2 separate regions of the Mus musculus genome follow, and region 1 is linked to region 2. Evidence: chromatin contacts called from public Hi-C data. All regions are on one chromosome and are shown on one strand. The core of a region is the stretch at or near the end of the contact, and the rest is flanking DNA. Distances in the headings are between cores, read along the strand shown. Region 1 overlaps Gm33906 (a long non-coding RNA gene). Region 2 holds the start of Tmtc4 (transmembrane and tetratricopeptide repeat containing 4).

The links. A called contact is a pair of places that touch in the nucleus more often than the background predicts.
Region 1: a Hi-C map of cerebellar granule neurons shows a contact between it and region 2, with 1.9 times the contacts expected there. The contact joins the enhancer-like site here to the promoter of Tmtc4 in region 2. A contact is called at or near these places in 1 of 39 promoter capture datasets (neural stem cells), 3 of 484 Hi-C or Micro-C datasets (cerebellar granule neurons, cerebral cortex and forebrain), 7 of 115 datasets of contacts at active chromatin or transcription factors (T-cell acute lymphoblastic leukemia, embryonic basal ganglia, embryonic forebrain and 4 more) and 3 of 9 other capture datasets (adipose tissue, embryonic stem cells and liver).

What each region holds. Positions count from the first base shown.
Region 1 is chr14:123,199,547-123,206,026 of GRCm38.p6, forward strand. All of the region lies in intron 1 of Gm33906 (a long non-coding RNA gene), which reads left to right. Among named protein-coding and RNA genes, the nearest start is that of AA536875, 34 kb to the left of the region's middle. Within about 2 kb of position 2,640, at least 89 of the 459 cell types and tissues checked have an H3K27ac peak or open chromatin away from gene starts, as enhancers often do. A contact at or near this core is called in cerebellar granule neurons, cerebral cortex, embryonic basal ganglia and 2 more, where this site is marked.
Region 2 is chr14:122,978,550-122,985,968 of GRCm38.p6, forward strand. Tmtc4 (transmembrane and tetratricopeptide repeat containing 4) reads right to left here and starts at 4,734. Exons shown (of 18, transcript NM_028651.3): 1 at 4,623-4,734.

The sequences.
Region 1 (6,480 bases), core at 1,390-3,889, 220 kb after region 2:
CACATCCTTAATACAAAGTAGAATAAATTAGCTCTCTTCCTATCTTACAGATTTTGTTGCATTTTTCTATTCTTCATTCCTTCTTTCCTTTCCACATCTCTCTCCCTCCCATCTCTCTTTCAGAAGAGATTATCAATTCTGACACCGGAAGAGAAAAGACGTTAAGCATCAAGTCAAGGTGTCTAGAGTGGAGCTAGGTCAGGCAGCAGCATGAGGATGAGAACTATGTGAGATACCATATCTCACAGTAATTTTTCTCATCATGCAAATACGTTGTTCACTAGTTGTGGGATATTGGGAGCAGAATCCAGTCCTTTAGAGAAAGGAATGACTAGAGGTAGTCAGGTCTCATAGCCTCAGTCATCCATGTTGGAGCTCAGGTTAGCTCCTACAGAAAGGAAAAATGAGGGGGGAAGTAACTGGTGTCTTATCAACGGGAAGGCAAAAGCCAGAGATGGTTCCAGCTGAGTTGCTCATCTCCTGCATACAGGCACCAAGTCTACCGAGCGTAGCTGAGCTTCTATTCTCCTGCTTAAGTAAGTTCAATACAATTGGAATGATTTGGGTCCTAAAGTTTTGTTTTTTCATGTTTGTGAACAATCTGCACATAAATAATTTCATTTGGTGTTATTTTAATGCTACAGACAGCCAGAACAAACACTTTTGTCTCAAGTTTTCGATTAAGGAGGGAAGGATATCACATAACACATCCAAAGGTTGAAGGATAGGCGAGGAGATAACATCAGAATTAGGTTGCATTCTCAGCCAGGTGTTCTCTGTACCAACAGTTCTTCCCATGCTTCCCAGAGGCAGAGCACGGGTGGTTCTATTGTCATGTGGATGCACTGACAGGGGTCCTCACATTCTGTAGACATTTCTAAGAAGTCCATTCTAGTGAAAGCCTACAGTTTGTTTTGCCTTGGTGCAAAGTAGGAGAGCCAAAGAACAGCAGATTGCTCTACTCTCTACTAGAGATATCATGACCAAAGAATGGGTTAAAGAAAAGGGAAATGATGGTGATCATGTAAGAAGAGTATTGTGTTTGAAAGTAGGGCAATAGAGCTGGGTGTGGTGGCACACACCTTTAATTCCAGCACTTGGGAGGCAGAGGCAGGCAGATTTCTGAGTTCGAGGCCAGCCTGGTCTACAGAGTGAGTTCCAGGACAGCCAGGGCTATACAGAGAAACTCTGTCTCAAAAAAGCAAAACAAAAACAAAACAAAACAAAAACAAAAACAAAAACAAAAAAGTAGGGCAATTGAGAGATTTCCTCCTTGCTTACCAACAGACAAGTTAGCTTGCTGCCACAAACATATGTACATGTGTATGTGTGCATGCGTGCATGTGTGTGTGTGTATGTGTGTGTGTATGTGTGTATACATGCACATAATCACATGCTGCATAATAACAGATTGGTCAAGGGCAGACTTTGAATAGGGTGGTGATCATATAAAATTGTATTATTGAATGATATTTTATCTTAGTTCATGTAACTACATTCTATAGTTTCACAGTGATAAAATTATGTAACCAAGCGTGTATCAGAATGTATATTTATTATTAAGCAAAACATGGTCATACTTAATTCACATTTATATTATTAATATGTGAATGTGTACATATGCATATTTGTCCTGTTTGTGTGTACATGTTTAAATATGCCATAAAGTCTATGAATTAGAAACTGCTAATTATTCATAGAGCATCTTAATGCCAGTTTCTAAGCCCCAATCATAGTAAGCTACATGATGAGTTATCTAGAATATTATAACTAAATCACTATACACCGAGACGAGCCACTGTCCTTTTTAAGTGTGGTCAAAGAAATGTGAGAGTTATGGAGGACTGGAGGAAAGCTGTGATAACCGGGGACACAAGCTGTAACCTACGAGGATGGGCAGAATCTGAACTGACATTGCACCATCTCTTAATTTCTAACTTGGAGAATGGGTGGGTATGGCAGGAATAATGGCACATCCTGTAAAGGAGAGAACATGGCTGGCTTCACAGTCACAGAGTTGAAGAAGAGGATTCAGCAAGAACTGAAGTTGATGCTAGCCAACAAGGTGAATAGGCAGATAAACAGTTATCAAAGCCCATAAATGTGGCTGCCTCTAGATTCCACTTTCTAAATTGGCACATAGTTTCTCAGAATTATATGGGCAAAGAGACTCTGGGAAAATGTAATTTGAGCTGAGTTGTGTTGACAGCCCAAGGCACGGTGCCCTGATCTGCTTTGGACTATTTGCTAGACTCAGGAGATGCCTCTGATCAGTCCCTTCATGCGCAGAGATCCTTTTTGTAGGCTTTCAGAACGTTCCTAGATCTTCCAGCCTCTCTGCCCTGCAGCAAGCCATTCTAACAGTCTTTTCCTTTTCCTTGTCCCCCGAGGCTCGTGAAACATCTCCACTCTCTTACTCCCACTTATTTGTATTCTCTCTGGCTCTCCCATCCCTCTTTAGCTGATGTGGCTGGGTTCCAGGCACGACCCTGGCACAGACTCAACCTATCTTGGCTTTGAGAATGGGAACCTCATGGTTCAGATATTTGCCCTATTTCCTCTTGAGTTTTAAGCGGTGCTTCTACAGAGCTTGGCACACGCCGTGCTTCTGCAGTCCTCCGTCCCTCGTTAAGGAGCCTCTCTTATACACATCTCCTTTTGTGGCGGGTGCTGACGGATGGCCCTGACTTTGAGTAGATCATAGCATTTTCCCCACAAAGAGGAGCAGTGTGCTTTGGCACAGCTGCCTGGTATCCTTCCTAGAATGCTAGAAGGAAGCAGATATTCATTTAGTTTTGGCCAGTTTCTCTTTGTCTAATTTGCCCCATTTGGCTTGCTTTGCTGGCTCTAGTCTTTTAGAAGGCGATAGAGAAAACTCCTCCTCTTGGTTCATGAGCATAAACCTAAGCACGTCAGCATGAGCCTGACTGAGACAAAGATTTACATAAACATCTCTGAGCCTTCAGAACTGTAAGAATATGCCCCTGCTCCAGATGCAGGGCATCTATGCACAAACCCCACATGGAGATCACAGTCCGCTGACTCGTGGATGGCTACCTGGAGAAAAGCCACAATTCAGGATAAATGACTCTGCAAATTAGAGACAAGAGAACCAGAAGCCCCTATTCTTTTGGAACAGCTCATAATTTGGGCAAGTAGCCACAGACACATTTTTGAGGTGAGGAAAGCTACATATTATTCACAATAAAAGTATCCTTAGCATTTTCAGAATAAGTAATATCCATCTCTCAATTAGAGTTAACAGCTAATCAGTGTTCAGCAGGGTAGCACAGTCCTCATCGAACAGCAGGCAGCTTGTTTTATTTTTTTCAGTGCTGCTTAAAGATTATTTGAAAAATCTCCTTCTGAGACCAGTGTGCGGGAAACCACCTACCCCCAGTCAGAATTTAAAGTGATCCAAAATACAATATTAATGATTGATGCTGCATCTCACAGTTTGGCGCTGGGGTTTAATTAGATAAGCATTGCAGCTGTTTTTGGGTGGAGGCAACTTGATAGGGCACAAAGCTGTTGTGTGACTTCCCATCTTCAGGGTATCTATTCAAGTGGAAACAGAAGCAAACTACTAAGAATGATGTCTCTCTCTCTCTCTCTCTCTCTCTCTCTCTCTCTCTCTCTCTCTCTCTCTCTGTGTGTGTGTGTGTGTGTGTGTATCTGTGTGCTGAAATGGCTGTTATGTGACTTTGGATCTACAGGTTAACTATTCAAATGGAAGCAAAAGAAAGATACTAAGAATGATGATGATGATGATTCTGTGTGTGTGTGTGTGTGTGTGTGTGTGTGTGTGTGTGTGTGCGCGCGCGCGCGTGCGTGTGCTCGAGCACATGCTGACATGAGTAAAAGCATTATTTTAGCCTGTGTGTGGGAAGCATTTTGTCATTAAAACATGGGTTTGGCTCTTCCATTCATTCGATGCAGAACTTAGCAAATATAAACGTCTCTCAGTTGCTACCAAGCCCTGTGGAAAGAAAGAACTGACATTTTTATATCTGTGGGTAGATATGGCTTTGAACATAAGCCTTCCTGCTTAAAACCAGTCCCTCTTCATCCATCAGCACCATGCCAGTCTAGTGCTTGTCTTGCCTGTGCAAATAATACCTGAAAACAGACTACTACTGACTTGCTCTGTTTTCTTTAAATCTTGCAGAAATTTAAACTTGAGTGAATAGAGTTTCACCTAACTTAGTCAAACCGAATTTTAACATTTAGTTTTCAAGGAGTTTGGAGTCTTGAGTCTACTGTACCTCAAACTAGATATAACTAAAATATACTATATAGCCTCTGTCTACAGCTAAGCTGTATGTGCATGCATGTATGGCCTCTAGTCACATGGCTCATCTAAATAATTTGTTAAAGCTCATTGCATATTAAGCATGCAAAATTTTGAGAATATATCCCTTCTCAAAGACGGAGGCCGGACTCTGCACATTGATATCTTTAAGGGGGTAGAGAGATGGCTCTGTCTGTTAAAGTGCTTCATGAAAAGCCAGTATAGCTAATTGGGGAGTTTCAGATTCAATGAGAAATTTATCTAAAAAAATAAGGTGGAAGGTGATAGAAGACACCTGACATTGACCTCTGGCTTCCACAGGTGTACTTAGGCACACATACCATACACAGACATGCACATCTCACACACGCACACACATACACCATGGACAGACATGTACATCACACCACACACACACACACACACACACACACACACACACACACGCACACATACCACACATACACAGACACATGCATGCACACATATCACACACACATACTACACACACATACACAGAAACACACATGCACACATATCACACACACCACACACACACACACATATCACACACACATGCACACACCACAGACATGTATATCACACACACACCATACATGCACAACATACACACAGAGGCACACATATCTCACACACACACACACACACACACACACACACACACACACACACACCAAAAAGGAAGCTAGCCTAGGTGTTTTATGTAGGGGAATAATTATTATTTCTTAGTTATCTTATAAAATTCTTATTTTATTATTGAGAATATTAACAATTTTAAAAATTGAGGTTGCTTGTGAATGCTATGGATTATTATTTTCATTGCATAAGATGCTGTCTGATATTGATTGCCAACTTGACATGGTTTCGAATCACCTAGGAGACCAGCCTCTGTGCATGCTTGAGAGGGATTTATCTAGATTTGGTTAGCTTTTGAGAATATCTGAGAGGCTTTATCTAGATTAGGTTAATTGGTATGGGAAGACTCATCCTAACTCCCTCACACATTAAAAAGAGTGAGGTATTTGGGTTTCCAAGGCTTTTCCTAATGGTAATATACAAAATGTCTGTCTAACTATGGGGTGGTTATAAAGGATGTAGGGTTTTTGTTGTTGTTGTTGTTGTTGTTTTTACACAGATACAGAGACAAAGGTAATGAAATGTCCTGAATGATAGACTAAATTACAAACCAAAAACTTGGGTGGGGGGTTTCTGGTTCCAAGGTGACAGTTACTCCTTTGTGTATAGCTGATTGTCTTTGCAGACAGTGTGCAAAATAGATGGAAATTAGAAGTAGACAACTCAGATGTGATTGACTTTGTTATTGCAGAGTGTAGACGTCAACAAAATAGGTAATTCATTAGGGCAGATCAATAAGCTCAACATCAGGGATGCCAAGAGGTACAGTGCAGATAACTATTCTGCATATACATAGAAGTTGTAGATACTGCAGATTTTATTTTTCTTTTTAAAAATGAGCATCTGCCTTGCAGAAATGACTGCTGACCACTTGCAAGCAATGCTTCTGCACTTGCGTTGCTGATAAAATAATTGACAGATGTGGTTTCTTTGTGTCTATTCAAACTGAGGGGGATAGAAAAGCTGTCAGCAATGAGTAGCGGAGTGATCGAAATTCTGCATCAGAACCTCTGAGAATAGAGATGGGTCATAGTGCTTTAAACATTCCTACTTATCCTAAAAGCACTGGATAAAAATGACAAAGAGTGAACTGATATGATGAACCCAGGCATAGTAATATAGTGAGTGAAAGGAGGACATGGATATTTTGGATAAAGAGGGATATAAAGTTACTACATAAACACCAGAGAGTTAAATGTGTACAAATAAGTAACTACTTTATAGAATCATAACTGTGATAAATTATAACAGCAGTTACTTTTGATTTATTGGTGTCAGTTCAACCTTAAGTCCAGTGAGTAGAATTCCCCAGAGTTCTAAATGGGAGGCTCTATACATTGTATCCTTGGTCTTCATTTTCTATGATAAGTCTGAATGACCCAATTCAATCACCCTTCCATATACTTTGGTCACACCCAGGCTTTAAATATACCCAGGCTTCTATTTACATGGTGTGATTATACTATACAGTGAAAGCATAGAGTTTTGGAGGTAGCTGGGAGACAGGATGTACAACAAGAAGGGCAGAAGAC
Region 2 (7,419 bases), core at 3,484-5,983:
ACAGAATCATGTATTCACCAACCCCATAAAGCAAGTCATTTTTTAATTCTCAGAGCCAATTTACAAAGCTTTGAAAAAGTAAGAAACAGCTCCACTGATCCAGAAAAATCAGTAACTTTTCATTGTTGGCACACTGTGGTGCGGGGAGCGAGAGTGTACTGTATGAAACATGACTCTGACAGACTTTACAGTCTGTGTGTGCAACCCAAGTGCATATGCCAGCTAGCTGAATCTTAAGAGAGGGGACTCATAGGGCTAGAGCACATGACAATGATTGATTGAGCTGGGGTTTGCATAGAGATAGAGGAACTGATTTCTTTGGAAGGCCCCAAAAAGAAATGAACTGTCCTGAAAGTAGGGGGCGGGGGAGGGTAATTCTGCACAAAGAGTCAAGTTAGGAATACGTACTTCTTCAGAACCTTCAAATGGACAAAGTTCTACCACAGCCTTGTCATTTATTAGCTGTGTGGTTTTGTAAGAGTCTCTATCTCTCTATTTCCTGTGGAACAAAGCAAAATGTAAGACCTTTCTAGCTGTCTGAGTTGCATAAGAGCCTGGGCCAATTCCAAGACTCAAACACAAAATTATCTACAAATCAGTTACCTGTCCCTACTCCCCCCACACCCCCCACACCCTCCATGTGTGCTTTCTTCTGGTGAGGCTGCTCAGTTCCAATCAGTATAAGTTTGGAGAGTTATACTCTTTGAAACTGCGTCCTCATTATCAGATGAAAAGGAGACTACCTACTGGATTTGGGTGGGGCAGGGAAGTGTTATTTGGCTTACAGGTCTGCCACTAAAGAAAGTTGTGGAAAGGACTCAAAGCAGGAACCCAGCTGCAGAGGAATGCTGCTTACTGGCTTGCTCAGCCTGCTTTCCTACAGAGCCCAGGCTCATATGCCCAGGGGTGGCACTGCCCAGTGGTCTGGGCCCTCCCACCACCAATCATTAATCAAGAAAATGCCCCTACAGCTTGCCTATAGGTCAATGTGACGGAGACATTTTCTGAACTGAGTCCCTGGGGTTTAATGGATGTTTGGAGGAGGCTGGCTATCACTATACTTTCTGTGAGGTTGAACAGTCTTTGGAATATCTCCTTTAGTACTAGCTTTTGCTGTAAAAGCTCTGGTCCTCCCTATTAAGAAGACAGCCTCCATTCATCTTTCATACCAGTGAAAGAAAATCCCAGTCCCTTGACTGGGATGCAGCCTGAGTATATTTGGTTCCAGATCTTCAAGTAAATACATAAATCAACAAGTCAACCAAATAGGAATCTCAGGCCGCAGACATTTCTTTTAAAGGGCTTTTGTCCGGATAATCACCTTTTACAGGGTGACGGGCAGCAGGGAACACCTTTCCATGGCAGCACTGATCCTTTCCAGAGGCAGAGTCCATTTACAATACAGACACAAAAGCCTTGACTCTTCTTCTGCTTGTCCCCTGAGCATCACTGCCTGATGTAAGGCCTGCTCTTAGCAAGTGCTGGGGGAATAATCCACCCACTTTCTCTAGCTTTCTTCTTTCCACTGAAAAATGTAAACCACTGTTTAAATTCTAACTGTAGTCAGGTCATCACAAACACCTTGATTGCTATTTTACATTCTAGCAAAGAAATTACTCCTGCTACTTCAAATTTTAGAAAAAGAAGACACCATGACTTTAAAAAGCAAAGGTCTAAATGTATTCTTTGATTTGGAAAATTAATGTTCAGGAAAACAAATGGTTTATGCCAATTTTAAATGTATAACAGAGTACGTGAGATCTACAAAAGGCCATATAACTAGTTCTGATATTCTCAGGCTGAGCCGTAAACATTTGAATATGTAATCAGTTTGTTAGGAAGTTCAAATAGCTGTATGATTACTGATTGATGAAGTAATCTGTGTTCTTAAATTAGCCACTGTCCTCCCCTGACTACTCATTCACAGCCCAAGCCAATCATTTTGGTTTTGAAGCAACAACACACATCTATGTAGGATGGGCTGTGGGTCTCCAACATCTGCGGTGCCCTGGTGGACCAGGTTCTCATTTCTGGGATGTCAACTGAATGAATGAGTTGATGTCAAATTGATCTCTTTCCCCTGTGGGGACCAAAACCATAGAACACTATGGTGCAGGCATTCTATCCTCCACCCTTATGCCCAGTCTTCACTGGCTCTTGCCATCTCATGGAAGCATCTCTGCTCTGTCAGGGGACTTCCCCTAAGTCCAATGCCTTTGCTGCTTTGTTGCAGTGAAAATATTCAAATGCTCCCATTTGTTTAAAAGGCTTGTCTTTGCACATATAGCCAAACAGTCCAGAACATGCCTTTTATCAGAAAATGCAAAAAAGTCATAATGCATTAGAAAGCCATGTGATGTTCTCAGAATCCACTCCAGCAGTCCATAGCAATGATTCTGGAGACAGATGCACATGAACTGGTGGCTACATTTCCTTGAGCTACATTGTTTCCCTAAGGAACAGTCTTTAGGCTGTGGTAAGGACTGAGTGAAGCAATACAAGCAGTTAGTTAGTCTCTACTGTTTTGACCAATTCACAGTTCCTGATCACCTGCCTTAATGCTCATGGTGCGGTTTAACATCCAGCACTGCCCACCAGGTGACAGGGTGTACCAAATAAGAGGAACCCTTCTTTTGGGCAGATCTACAGCATACGACTTCCCAGGCAAGGAGACTTTGCATCCTATACAAATTTCACACCACACAAATAACCCTGATTCCAACTCTCCTTCCTCCAATAGGAAATGACCCTTGTTCTACAAATAAGGCCTGGTGCATGGGTAGATGAAACCATGCCCCACAAGGTGGCAGAGATCTTCATATCCCTGTCAGGGTATAGGAAAGAATACTTTGTTTCTGACTAAGCAACATGTCTTAATGGTCTTCTCCAGGTTATACCCTGACTGGGAGCCATGGCTCCTCAGCCACAGCCTGGATGGTAGCTCACTGTAAGGAGGTGCTAAACAGGATGTGCACAGTGGCTCCAGTTCCAGCAATGACCCATCTACACTGAACCTATTACTAGTAGTCTGAAGAGACAGTCACAGTAACAAAGCTTGTGTTCTGGTGTCTCCTGAACTCTCTGAACTGGCTCCTTAGAGAGGTTCAATGTGGAACAAACCAGTAGTCTCCATCCCCAATACTCAAACTCTTAATATTAAGCCTCGGTTTTATAGGGGGTTAAAATATATTCATCTGTCAATAATCAAAAGGTCAAAAAGACCTCAAACAATATCTCCCCAGAGGCTAAATGGCACTGAGCTGTGAACTGTAAGCTTCCGATAACAATGGTCACAGCAGCCCTGGCTGCAATGAGGCAGAGTGACCCAACCTAATTGATTCACCCCGGGAAAACGGGGAACCGGCTGCAGCCACCTAACTGGAGACTCTTCCACAGGCATGGAGAGCCTCTTGTCCTTTACATTAAGGGCAATGCATCCAGGGCCAGTTGCCCTTCAGGATGGAGGGCAACCTTGCCTCTAGAAATCAGATTAAATAATGTGATAGTTTCTGACCACCCGTATCTGGCACGATGCAGAGAGAGCTAGCACACATTGTGCTAGAGGCAAAGGAGCCAGCCATCCTCTGTAGTGATGGGCCAAAAGCAGAGTAAGGTGAATCCTGTTGTGACCCATCTTCCTAATTCAAGAAGTGGCTGCCCATCTGAGGTTTCACATTCAGAATTTCTGCCTCAGAAAGTTTCCACTTTGCTAGCATGTAACCATTTTCCCACCCAGGTGGGCGAGCATACCTCACTTTGCCCCAGTTCCACCTATAGTGCACAGCTTTCGGGGGATGCAGGTACAAGGGGCAAAAATGGTTCCAGTCAATCCTTACTATAATTCTCCCCATCCATCTGTTCACGGGGAGAGAGCAAAGTGTGGATGATTCAGTGGAGATATCTGTCCTCTAACTCCTCCTTTCTTTTGTGTGTAGTTATAAAAAGAAAGAAAACACAAACAGCCCACAGTCACAACATCAACAACCCAGACTCCCCGTGGAGTTCGCAGGAGGTGAGGCGGTTGCTACACCACCTGCTTGGCTCCCCCAACTCCTGGCAGCCGTTCCAGGCTCCCAGGCCAGTGGTACCAGCTTTGCTCCACAGTTGAGCGTAGAGTAACTGGCACTCCTGGCTCTGCTGGGTGGCTCTCCGTGTAACCCTGGGCGGGCGGCCAAGCTACCCGGCTGTGTCCAGCCGTCGCCCGTGCCTTGGCCAGCTGGCGACCAGGCGCGGGGACCCCGCGGCCAGGTGGCCGCTGCACCCGGTGGACTCCCGGGTTACAAAGCTGTTGCACGGCTGGGTCAGACAGTAGCAGGCAAGGGTCTGGCTCGGCGACCTCGGCCGTAGCAGGGCAGTGCCGGAGCTTGAGCTCGGGGCGCGCACCCTTACCGCGCGCTCTTTGTCCGGGGTGCGGCTTCTACCCAGGCGCAGACCGCCCGGGGCGGCGTCCGCGGGAGGCAGCTCGAGTGTCGGAGCTAACTCTAGTAGAGGTGCAGAGCTCGGGCGCCGCCCCCGGGCCCCAGCGCAGGGCTGGCGGCTCAGCTGAGAGCCCGGGAGCCCGCGCCCAACTCCGAGCGCCCTGCAGCTGCGCTCGGCCCTCAGCGGGCCGCCCCGCGCTTTACCTGCAAGGAGCACGAGCCGCGATCTCATCTCCCCTCCCGCGTGCTTAAACTCCGGCGGCTCCCCAGCCCGCCGCCGCCAGGGGAGGGGCTGCCCTCCCACTCCCACCCCGCCGCGTCCCGCCCCCCGCCGCGCCGCTTCCCACTCGCGGCTGCCCGCTCCCGTCTAGTCCCGCCTCCCGCCGCGGGACCATCGGTTGCCCTTTCCATCACTCACGCTCTCCTCTTCCGCTTATTGGTCCGTGTCGGAGTGACGTCGGAACAGAGCGCTCGCCACGAAGGAGGCGCAGGGGCAGACAGGCTTTGCTGGGAAGAGAAAGCGCAGCTGGGACGCGAAGCAGCAGCGGCGGTTCCCGGGCCTGGCCGCTGTTCCCTGCGGATCCGTGCGTTCTAAGCCTATTCCTGGCTTGTCTCGCACGTTCCGCCGAGGGCTGTGGAATCCCTGCAGAAAATCTCAACTCCACGCTTCTTTCTGTCTGAAGTTGTTGAAGAAATGTCCCCACTTTCTCCCTTTGAAACGGGAAGTGACTTCCTCCTCCTAAGGCCGTGCAACCTCAGGACTGCGCCTCCTTTGGAGCAGTGCCATACAGTCACGACCACTAGGTGCTACACCTCCCTCCTGATGGGAAGGTCACCCACTCAGTTTCCACTCCTAGTACTTATTTGTGCTGCCACCTTCAAGAGAAAAAACCTTTGTACTTTCCACTACCAGACTTACAGACCTCAAACCTCAATGACCTCCGACCCTCCTCAAAGCATCAGTCTCTGATCTGTCTCCCTCTTTGGAGTGGAGTCCGCATCCTCAGCACCAAGTGACTTCCAAGCTTTCCTCTGCTCTATGTGTCACCCTGCCTTTCGCTGCCCTTCATCGCTGAAGCAGAGTGCTTCTCCCCTCCCCCACCCCCACCTCCACCCCCAACCACAGCTGTTTCCAACTTCATTCATTTGGCTTTCATTCAGGGAAACTGCATTTGCCAGTCACCTCTGCTGTCTTCTGCCCTTACTAAGGCCAGAGGACATTTTGCTTCCCAATGCTACCTCATCTCACAATTTCCTCCTCCTTAAAATGCCCTCTTCTTTATGCCTATTGCCTTTTCTCTCTCCTGTCCCCCTCCCCCACCCCACCCCCAAGTCTATTTGACTGGCTTGCCTGCCCTGAATGATCGCTAAGAGTTTTAAAAGCCTCATCCTTTTCTCCTACTCCACAAATTTCCCTGTATGATTTAATCTGCTGCCAACACTCCAATCAATACATTTCAGATTTACACTTCTTTTCCTTGCTTTCTCGGAGTTCAAACCTATTTATCTAGTTCCCCACTTAGCTTCTCCCCTTGTATATGCCACCACATCTCAAATAGTAAGACATCCGTCATGCTTTCTCTGCCTTCCTTCTGGTGGTCTGTGACAGCCAGAGTATCACAAACCAAAGTCGGCTTTAGTCCTGGCATCTAATGAATGGTCAAGGTCCTGATTTATAAGTGCCTCTACCTTTATATGCCTCCTCCACCAACTGACTGATTGTTAGGAATATAAGTTTAAAGAAATTGTGTAACTTAGTAACAATTTTGTGCGACTTGCAATAATGCAATGTATGTGAGATAGAAATTGCCCACCAAGAGGCAGGCGGATTTCTGAGTTCGAAGCCAGCCTGGTTTACAAAGTGAGTTCCAGGACGGCCAGGGCTATACAGAGAAATCAATATCTCTAAAAACCAACAACAACAAAAACAAACAAACAAAAAAAGCAAGCAAACAAACAAGCAAAAAGAAACTGGCCACCAGGCAGCTCTGATAGGAGCCAGGCCACAATTACAAGCTCCAGGCTGGCCACCTGGCAGCTTGAATACAAGTCAAGTCCAGGACAGGTTTTACTAAGCTAATGAAATACTCCCCAAGGTAGACACTTCCTATGCTGGTCAACTAGTCACAATCTGTGAACCCTGATAGCACAAATCTACCATCTAATGAAGTAATACATAAATTGAAAGATTGGGAGTGGTCTCTACTCTAGGATCAAACTGTCCTGCTCCAGAGACAAGGCTTCTCTAACCTCAGTGTGGATTCCCATCAGCAAGAAGACTTGAGACTGTGTATGGCCCTGGCCTCAGTGACCATTGAACTTCTGGCACTGTGTGTCACTGGGCCCACACAGGCCTACCTGTGATGGCTCCTGGCCTATGCTCACAAGGACCTCCTAGGATCTCCTTCAGTGCCATCCCCAGCCTGCCACAGTTGAAGGACTTCATGGAGGATGAAGATCAAGCCTATGAGAAGATTTCCCTGTGAATCCGTCCCTGTACATGGTGTTTCTGCCCAAACAACTGCTCCTGCTCCATGATATGTCTAAGCGTGATATTATATTAGCATGGTATTATAATGAATGTTTGTATGAGTAAACAAAACATATTTGAAAGACAAATTTATGTAGACATCCTAATTGCCAAGTGCCTTTCAGCCCCATAGGCCATACCCTCCACACTACTACATGTACAAGTTAAGTAAACATTAGATTTGAAATTAATGTTTAATAGAGAATTTAAAATACTTTAAAGCCTTATAAATCATCAATTTTTACATCTTGGACTGAAGCTGATTTGTTTACAGCTTGGGGAGTGGTTATCAATTTTGGGTTTTAGGACATTTTAGACCAAAGCTGATTTGGTTATAGTTTAGGGAATGGTTATAGTGTTTGGCATTTAACATGTTGAGCTCTGAAATGTTTACATTTTAGGTGGATTCAGTTAGTGTGACTAGGGGTTTTTGTTGTTGTTGTTGTTGTTGTTAGCATTGTCTAAACTCCA